3 separate regions of the Gossypium hirsutum genome follow, and all the other regions are linked to region 1. The links are chromatin contacts, called in public Hi-C maps. All regions are on one chromosome and are shown on one strand. The core of a region is the stretch at or near the end of the contact, and the rest is flanking DNA. Distances in the headings are between cores, read along the strand shown. Region 1 holds the start of LOC107918971 (ACD11 homolog protein). Region 2 holds the start of LOC107918779 (aldehyde oxidase GLOX). Region 3 holds the start of LOC107918910 (probable carboxylesterase 6).

Region 1 (2,700 bases), core at 111-2,610:
TTTGAAGAGAAGTGGCGGAAAGGAGTGTTTTGATGGTGCTTGATTGGAGCTAAGATGGCGGCAACTAGGGTTCATTAAAGGAAGAAGAAAAAATAAAAGTAAGGAGGCCAACCGCCGACGGTGATAGAGGCAACAACTTCGGTTGAGAGAAGATGATGAAGAAGAAGAAACAAAATTGGGGATTAAGATTTGGGATTTTTTTGGATATTGGTTTTTGGCTATTGGAAAATAAAAATTGATTTTTAGTTGAAAACGGCAGAAGAGAGCGGAAACGGGAGAGAAAAGTCAAAAAGAAAAAAAATTATTTCTTTTAGATTATGATATCAACATGATGTAATTTATATTACATGTCATAATCTTACATTAGACTCAAATATTAATTTAATTGATGGAAAAAAAATTTAAGTACCAATCTGAAAAAAATAGATAAATTTGAGTACTAAAATTAGATTTAACCCAATTTTTAAAAAAATGAAAAGAAAATTTAACACTCTTAAAAATTAAAAAAATTAAAGTATTTTTAAAATATAAAAAAATCAAATTTATCTTAATCGGATCAAACCAATTGAATTAATAATCAACTAAGGTATCGATCTAGTGAGAGGTAAAAAACTGGTTGATCCACAAGCTGGTTTGGGTTGGTTGAATTTGGCTAAAAAACTTGTTAAATTGGTAGTTGAAAATATTTTTATATTTTTAACATTTTTTTTCTCTTAACCAGTCAGATAGATCATTTTGGGAATCAATTGGTCAAATTAGTTTGAAATTTGTTCAATTGTCGGTTCAACCAATTTATATCAATTCATGGCTGAACTGATTTTTTACCTCTCGGTTTGATACCCTAGTTGGTTCATTGTTTAATTGGTTGGTTCAATCTAATTTAGACTACATTGAATTTTGGGAAAAATTTATATTTTAAAATCATTTATATTTTTTATTTTTCTGAAATTTAAAGAGTTTTTAATTATTTTTATTTTTATTTAAAATTTTAAAAAAGATTAAAAAAATTTATATTAAAAAAAATTAAAATTTTATGTGATCTTAAAGGGGTCAAAATTATAAATGTTGGAGGTTGAAAAGTTAATTTAGTAGCTTCAAGATTTTTGAATAAAAAATATTTTAAAATTAAAATATAAATAGTAAATGTTAAATTTGGAAAGAGTAGATGATGTTTAGAATCTGAATTTGGGGTTTGGAATTGGATGACGTTGATACATTTGGTCCAAACCAGAAGAGTTGAAAAATATGTTGGAATTTTCCTATATTTATTACTAACTTCATTTCCGTAGGCAAATCGTGTTTCTAGTGTGATCTTTTGACTTCCCCAGAACACCTGTGTTTATTTCACAGCATCAGCACGCAACACGATTCTTGTTTCCATGCCGAAACTTCAAAGCCTTGGACGGTTTTCAAACGAACACGGCTTTTTAATTAAAAGATAAATAAAAGATGCATGACCCCATTCGCAGCAGATGAATGATTTTGGCAATTCTCTAGGGAAGACATTAAAAATGGCGACCAAAACTCCATTGTTTACAATAGCGCAGGCGTTTGAAGAGTTATCGCAGTGTGGAACCAAGGATGAAGGGCTTCCGTTGGATAAATTCTGCGATGCTTGTTCTTTGGTTTCTGTTCTTTTTAACTCCCTCGGTCTCGCCTTCAAATTCGCGGAGATGGAGTATGTCGCCAAGGTTTATTTGATTTCCCCCCTCTCTATTTGGAACCTATCACTGAAACTTTAATTTATTAATTGATGATGGATGGATGGTTTAAATCAGGTAGGTAATCTTGTGGAAGCATCAAAGAGGTTTGCCACTCTAGAAAATATAGTTGATGCAGATGTAGGTAATGGGACAGTGAAAAAACAGAAAAGCCCTTCACGAGATCTGCGTCGTGTTAGACAGGGTCTTGACCTCGTACGAGCTTTATTTGAACAATTTTTGTCATCCAAGTACGTTATATGCGCTTCCATCTTTTAACTCTTTATTTTTCTCTCGAGAGAATCCTGGTATTATCCTTGAATGTGAGCATCTCTAAGTGCTTGTTGCTTGAATTTACCTTTTCTTTTTGTTGTTGTTGTTGTAGGGATTACTCATTGAGAAACGCAGCTTCAACGGCTTATGCTCAAGTATGTGCACCGTATCACACATGGGCGGTAAGGACTGCTGTTTCTGCCGGAATGCATACACTTCCATCAAGGGAACAACTTTTGCTGAAACTCAACGAAACAGATCATTCAGCAAAGAAGAAAATGAGAAGGTACATCAAAGCTTCACGCCCACTGATTGATTACATCGATAAGCTTTATATTTCTAGAAAGATCAGCTTGGACTGGTGAATTAGTTATCAATTTGGGGGTCTTTCTTTCGACCTGCAAAAATCTAAATCATGAACAACCTTGTTTGTTCCCACATGGAAGCATCTTCAAAGTCTAATGACACAATCCTGGGTTTCAATTCATACAAGGAAAGAAGTTCAGGTTATTTGTTTGTTTATAATAAAACCAACTGATTCCATGGAAAACAATATTGTTCTATCTTCAAGAAAGGAATCTTTGGTTTATTTTTACATTAAAAAAAGCTGAGAGCTGACAGAAAACAAGAGAATTTGCCTTACTACACTTAAAAGTTTTTCTTTATGGATATTGTAAAGTCAGTCCTAAACACACTCTGATTTACTTTGACAAAAATCCAGCAGCAA
Region 2 (2,700 bases), core at 57-2,556, 180 kb before region 1:
ACACATATGCTCAACATGGTTTTAAGATATATATGTATATTCCAACACACATATTTGAGAAAAAAATGCATATAATTTGGCAAGTATTATAAGTCTGTAAATAGCTTTGAAAAATACATGTATTTCGATATATTATATGATAACAATAAATATTCACTTAATCTAATATATATTTATATATTCATTAATAAAATTTATATATTTACAAAAATAGTTATAAAAACATAATATTGTATAAAAAATTATAAAGTTAAATTTAGTTTCCATAAATAATTAATGAAATTTATTAAAAAATTACAAAATGATTTAATTTATTTTAATTGATAGATACAAAAATTAGTGCATCTCACACGGGTAAAATAATTGTTTAACAATATATATATGAATATAATTTAATATATTTTAATTGACATATACAATCAACCTCTTTAAAATAAATTTTAAAATTAAATTACCAATTTTCAAATAAATATCAAAAAATAAAAAATTGAAATTATTTTGCTTTTACTTTTTCAATCTTATTATTTTTGAAATATAACATTTTCAAAAAAAAAAACTAGTAATCTATATATTTGATAGAGAACTTGAAATTAATTATCAAAATGAAACTGATAAGGCCATGTGAAAGATACGTATGTTAACCGGGCCGCCGCTTACGATATGATAGACAAAAATCCAACAGTGGTGGGGACCCCTTTGCCACTTGTAAGTTACGAATCAAGATTCGCCCAGCCTGGCTAACCATGTTAGCTTCTCAATCACAACCCAACATCATCGCTAACGATGAACCATTGAAAGTTAAACCACCCCTACGCGTTGATCCGACAAACATTCACGAGCTTCTCCATTATTATATGCCTTCTACAACAATACTCATAAATACTAAATTATATATTAACTTAAACACCAAATACTAATGCCAAGAGTTAGCTTTTGAAAAGTTTAATTTTAAATCTAAAATTGTAGCTTTAATATGAAAAGTTTTGGTTTAAGCTTTAATGTTATATTTTAAATAGTTTTAGAAATGGAAATGAAAAAAAAAAACTTATTTTGAGTGAGATAAATGAGAGGAAATAGGTAATTAAACTTTTTTGAAAGTCGAAAAGCACTTTTGTTTTCTAAAGCATTTTTCTAGTTTGAAAAACATTTAGTAAAAATTCAAAGTTGTACTTTCTAAAAATAATGCTAAAGAGTTACTTAGATAGTAAACCTAAATCATAAATGCAAATTTAAATCTTATATCACAAAGAGTTGACCGGTGATTCCAAAAATGGAATCACAGACCATGAAGCAACATATTTTCCATTATTACAAACCCTAATTCCCACACGTAGATATATTTTCAATTTAAATCCACACTTAAGCAATCATCCTTTACAATCACAAGCTTTCTTTCCAAAATTTTCAATTCCCTTACTTGAAAGGAAAAAAAACTAAAAAGCTGTCTCTCTTGGAAGACAATAATAAAGTCCGCACTCCTCAGCCATTACAAAGTTTTCTCAAACTTGGCCACTATGAATCAAACCCATCTATATACTCCGCAGTGTCATATAAGTCCCCTCCAAACATTGACAGGCAGCGGCATCTCTTTCTTTTTAATATTTCCCTAATTTTAATACTAAACATCCGGTGTTTTGTAACTCATCAGCTTCACATGCTGCAATCTCTTCTCTTTCCATACTAATATATTCCTACACCAATCAATTCCCGTTAAAATCTCTGGTTGGCCATCAAGAACCAGCTAAAATGGGGTTCAAGAATCCATCTCTTTTCATGATCTTCTCCTCTTTATGCATTCTTTATTCTTTCTTGAAGTTATCTAAAGCTGACCCATGGCTTTTGGTCAACCAAACCTCGCCTTCCTCCAATGTATCAGGGGGTAACTGGCAGCTCTTACAATCAAGCGTAGGCGTCTCCGCCATGCACCTCCAACTCCTACCAAACAACAAAGTTGTCATCTTTGACCGTACGGATTTCGGCTCTTCCAACATTTCATTACCCCCCGGCAGCTTCTGTCCTAAAACCGACTGCACTACCCACTCTGTCCTTTACGATGTCGTATCCAACACTCTCCGTCCCCTCCACGTCTTAACAGACACCTTTTGCTCTTCCGGTGCCCTCGACCCCAACGGTACCCTTATACAAACCGGCGGATTCAATGAAGGCGACCACGTCATTCGCACCTTCGCCCCATGTAGCGCCGACTCTGTCGCCTGCGACTGGAATGAACTCAACGCTACTCGCCTTGTCGACCGTCGATGGTACGCTACTAACCAAGTTTTACCTGACGGACGAATCATCATTCTTGGCGGTAGAAGGGTCTTTACCTACGAGTTTTACCCTAAAAATGACGCCCTCAACAACAGCAAGAGCTTTTACCTTCGTTTCTTGGTGGAAACTAGGGACCCTGAAGAGAACAATCTTTACCCTTTCTTGCATTTATTGCCAGATGGGAATCTATTCATATTCGCTAACAAAAAATCCATATTGTTTGATTATAAAAGGGACATTGTTCTAAAACAGTTCCCTCTTATTCCTGGAGATGATAAGAGAAACTATCCTAGTACCGGCTCTTCGGTCATGCTTCCATTGAGGCTGTCTGGGAGGTGGCCTCCGGTGGTTGAGGTGCTCATTTGCGGCGGTGCACCCGCGGGGGCATTCATGAAGTCGGATAAGATGAAGGTTTTTGTAGAAGCGTCG
Region 3 (2,700 bases), core at 50-2,549, 230 kb after region 1:
TCTATTGAACCGCATACATATCCATCAATCAAACCCAAAAAATAGCTTTTCTCCACCACTTTAAAGCTATATCTGTTAATTATACTTGTCTATATACACAGTATTTAGAGATGTGCGCTGCATGTATTTCCTCGTCAGCAGTATACTAGCTATGGGGTTTGGGACAATTGCACACAAACTAAACGAAAAAGTTGGGAAATGGATTTACACAAGACCATAATCACCGATTAACGAAGGCCTTGACACGAGCTATCATTTCATTTGTTCGAGATTGTGATAGTTGAGACTTGCTAAGAACCTGAAATGCATGGCCAACACCTTTGTATAAAACATGCTCCACCTTCTTTCCTGCTTTACCCAAGGCAGCACAATACTCCAGGTTCCTATCTCTCAATATGTCCATCTCTGATATGCACACTAAGGTAGGCAAAAGCTTCATCTCCTCCATTTTTGCTGACCCCTTTCCCAATGGATTGCACCATGGATGGTCACGGTTGGTGCCACATGGCAATGCTAATCGCCAATATGTATCCGAAGCTGGTAGGCTGAGGGCAGAGCGAGGAGATTGGACCATATTCTTTTCGGAATTTGTACGGGCTTCCCCTCCGAAAAACGGTTGTATTAAGATAGTACCTTTAAGAGTCAAAGGGTAAAGATTATTTGAATTAAGTCTCGTTGCCACATTATGTGCAATATTAGCACCAGCACTATCACCGGCTAAGAAGACGCTACACAAATTGCACTGTTTAGACCACCATTCACTGCACCCCTTTAGTGCTTCCTGTTTTAGCCACATGAGACACTTCACCCCATCTTCATAAGCAGCAGGAAGTGGGTTTTCCGGCGCCAAACGATAGTTAATAGAGACGATCAAGCAACCAGCTTTGGCGGCTAGTTTTCCTAGAAACTCGTGGTAGCAACTCCAAGCAGCAGAGCCAAGACAAAACCCTCCCCCATGGAAGTAAACCACCAAAGGGAGCTTCCAGTTTGACTTTGGAACATAAAAACGTGCCCAAACATTTGTGAAGTTGTCGATGACAAAGTCTTTCGTTGTCACACCCAACTCCGGAGGCAATGCTCGGGTAACATATGGGACAATCTGTGGTCTTTCCACATGTCCATCTTTGTACACTTTAATCAGCCCTTGAATTTCTTCTTTCACAGGCACAGCTCCATGTTGATTTGAGCCTCTCCCAATCTGTAGGCTTAAACTTGGATCCATTGCAATGGTAGCCATTCTTCTTCTTCTTCTCCTCGCTCAAGTTATATATGTTAAACAAGTAATAGATTGGGATTCTTGGTTATATTTTAGACAGCTTATATAGGAAAACAAGATAGAATAAAGCGAGAGGGGTGGTTAGATTAGAATATGAAAGGAGAAGATGTTGTCCCATAATTCACTGCCAAGTGGGAAATTGGGTACTAGCCACATGTCTTCACGTGGAACCAAAGCGTGTGGGGGTCAGAGTCGAGCCAACGTTTTTGCTGAATTGTGGGATGCTTTGACTCATCTTCGTTGTAAAGCACTTTCAATCTTGATGGCTTGTTTGTGAATTATAGCTTTATTTGGGGCCACAACATTTTTTTTTAAATTAGTAAATATTATATATGTATTTTTTTGAAAGGTAGTACATATTATATTAATTGAAGATATTATTATATGCAATAAATAACCTTAAATAATATTTTATTCCATATTAAAATCCAAACATAAAATACCTTTATCTAAGGTTTGAACAAATTCTGATCGGCTTAATTACGAAGGAAAAACATGTGATTTTGACGTAGCTATGATAAATTATTTACATAAAGGACTTTCGGTCATCCTCTCTCAATATTATTAATTAAAACAGAAGTCAAAGGAGGCCTCTAGTCTTTTTTTTAATATTGTTTCTCATACTTCACCATTCCATAGCTATATCTATTAATCATTTCACATTGGAATCCATCCTCCCGATGGGTAATTTCATTGTCTCATCTCCACTACCTTTGCAAGACCCTTAGAACCGTCACCCACTAAAAGAATGACATACATTGAACTTTATGTCACAAATTCTAGGTCTAAAATACATAGTCATAATGCCGGTGACTTGCGGAGGGCTTGAATCTTAAAGTGTGAGCGAGCTAGAACGTACTCCTTCTATTTTAGGCACAATCTAAGTGCAAGGGGGGAAGTTCTTTGGGGCGGGGGGGGGGGGTTGAAGGACAGATAGATATTGAAGCACTATCGATGTTATGATATAAGCATATGTGTAGGCCGGCAATATGTAAAGGAAAGTTTACTTTAGAAAATGAGGCCTAATATTGTTGACGAATTGAGAGACATGTGATGTAGTGGAGTCAAAAACACCATCGTCCAAACTTTTGTAGGTTGCCTCCCAATAGCATCTTTTCAAGGCAAAGTGTACGTGTTTTATTAATGGCAGGAATTTTTACTTTTCTATAATTTCTCTACAAAATTATTTTATGAATTCTTTCTATCTTGTCATCGATCGATCCTATTAATTAAATAAATTATATTATTTTTTCATCTCATACATACCGTTAGATAAAAAGGTTTAAATCATTAACATTTTTATCGTAGAAAATCAAATTTTAAAATATTATATATATATCTTAGCTTTATATTTGAAAATGTTAATTTTGATTTATCAAAATTTTTATATAACAATATTTAAGATAAATTTATATATTTAATCC

What was found. A called contact is a pair of places that touch in the nucleus more often than the background predicts.
Region 2: a Hi-C map of leaf shows a contact between it and region 1, with 2.3 times the contacts expected there. The contact joins the promoter of LOC107918779 here to the promoter of LOC107918971 in region 1. A contact is called at or near these places in 11 of 34 Hi-C or Micro-C datasets (cotyledon, leaf and petal).
Region 3: a contact with region 1 is called in a Hi-C map of leaf, with 2.3 times the contacts expected there. The contact joins the promoter of LOC107918910 here to the promoter of LOC107918971 in region 1. A contact is called at or near these places in 3 of 34 Hi-C or Micro-C datasets (anther and leaf).

What each region holds. Positions count from the first base shown.
Region 1 is chrA12:95,472,592-95,475,291 of Gossypium_hirsutum_v2.1, forward strand. LOC107918971 (ACD11 homolog protein) reads left to right here and starts at 1,361. Exons shown (of 3, transcript XM_016848527.2): 1 at 1,361-1,691; 2 at 1,779-1,951; 3 at 2,086-2,700. The coding sequence starts at 1,473. The coding sequence ends at 2,338. It overlaps LOC107918649 (a long non-coding RNA gene), which reads right to left and starts at 422. Exons shown (of 2, transcript XR_001690186.2): 1 at 1-422.
Region 2 is chrA12:95,292,682-95,295,381 of Gossypium_hirsutum_v2.1, forward strand. It overlaps LOC107918779 (aldehyde oxidase GLOX), which reads left to right and starts at 1,307. Exons shown (of 1, transcript XM_016848361.2): 1 at 1,307-2,700. The coding sequence starts at 1,747.
Region 3 is chrA12:95,698,157-95,700,856 of Gossypium_hirsutum_v2.1, forward strand. LOC107918910 (probable carboxylesterase 6) reads right to left here and starts at 1,300. Exons shown (of 1, transcript XM_016848483.2): 1 at 1-1,300. The coding sequence starts at 1,237. The coding sequence ends at 221.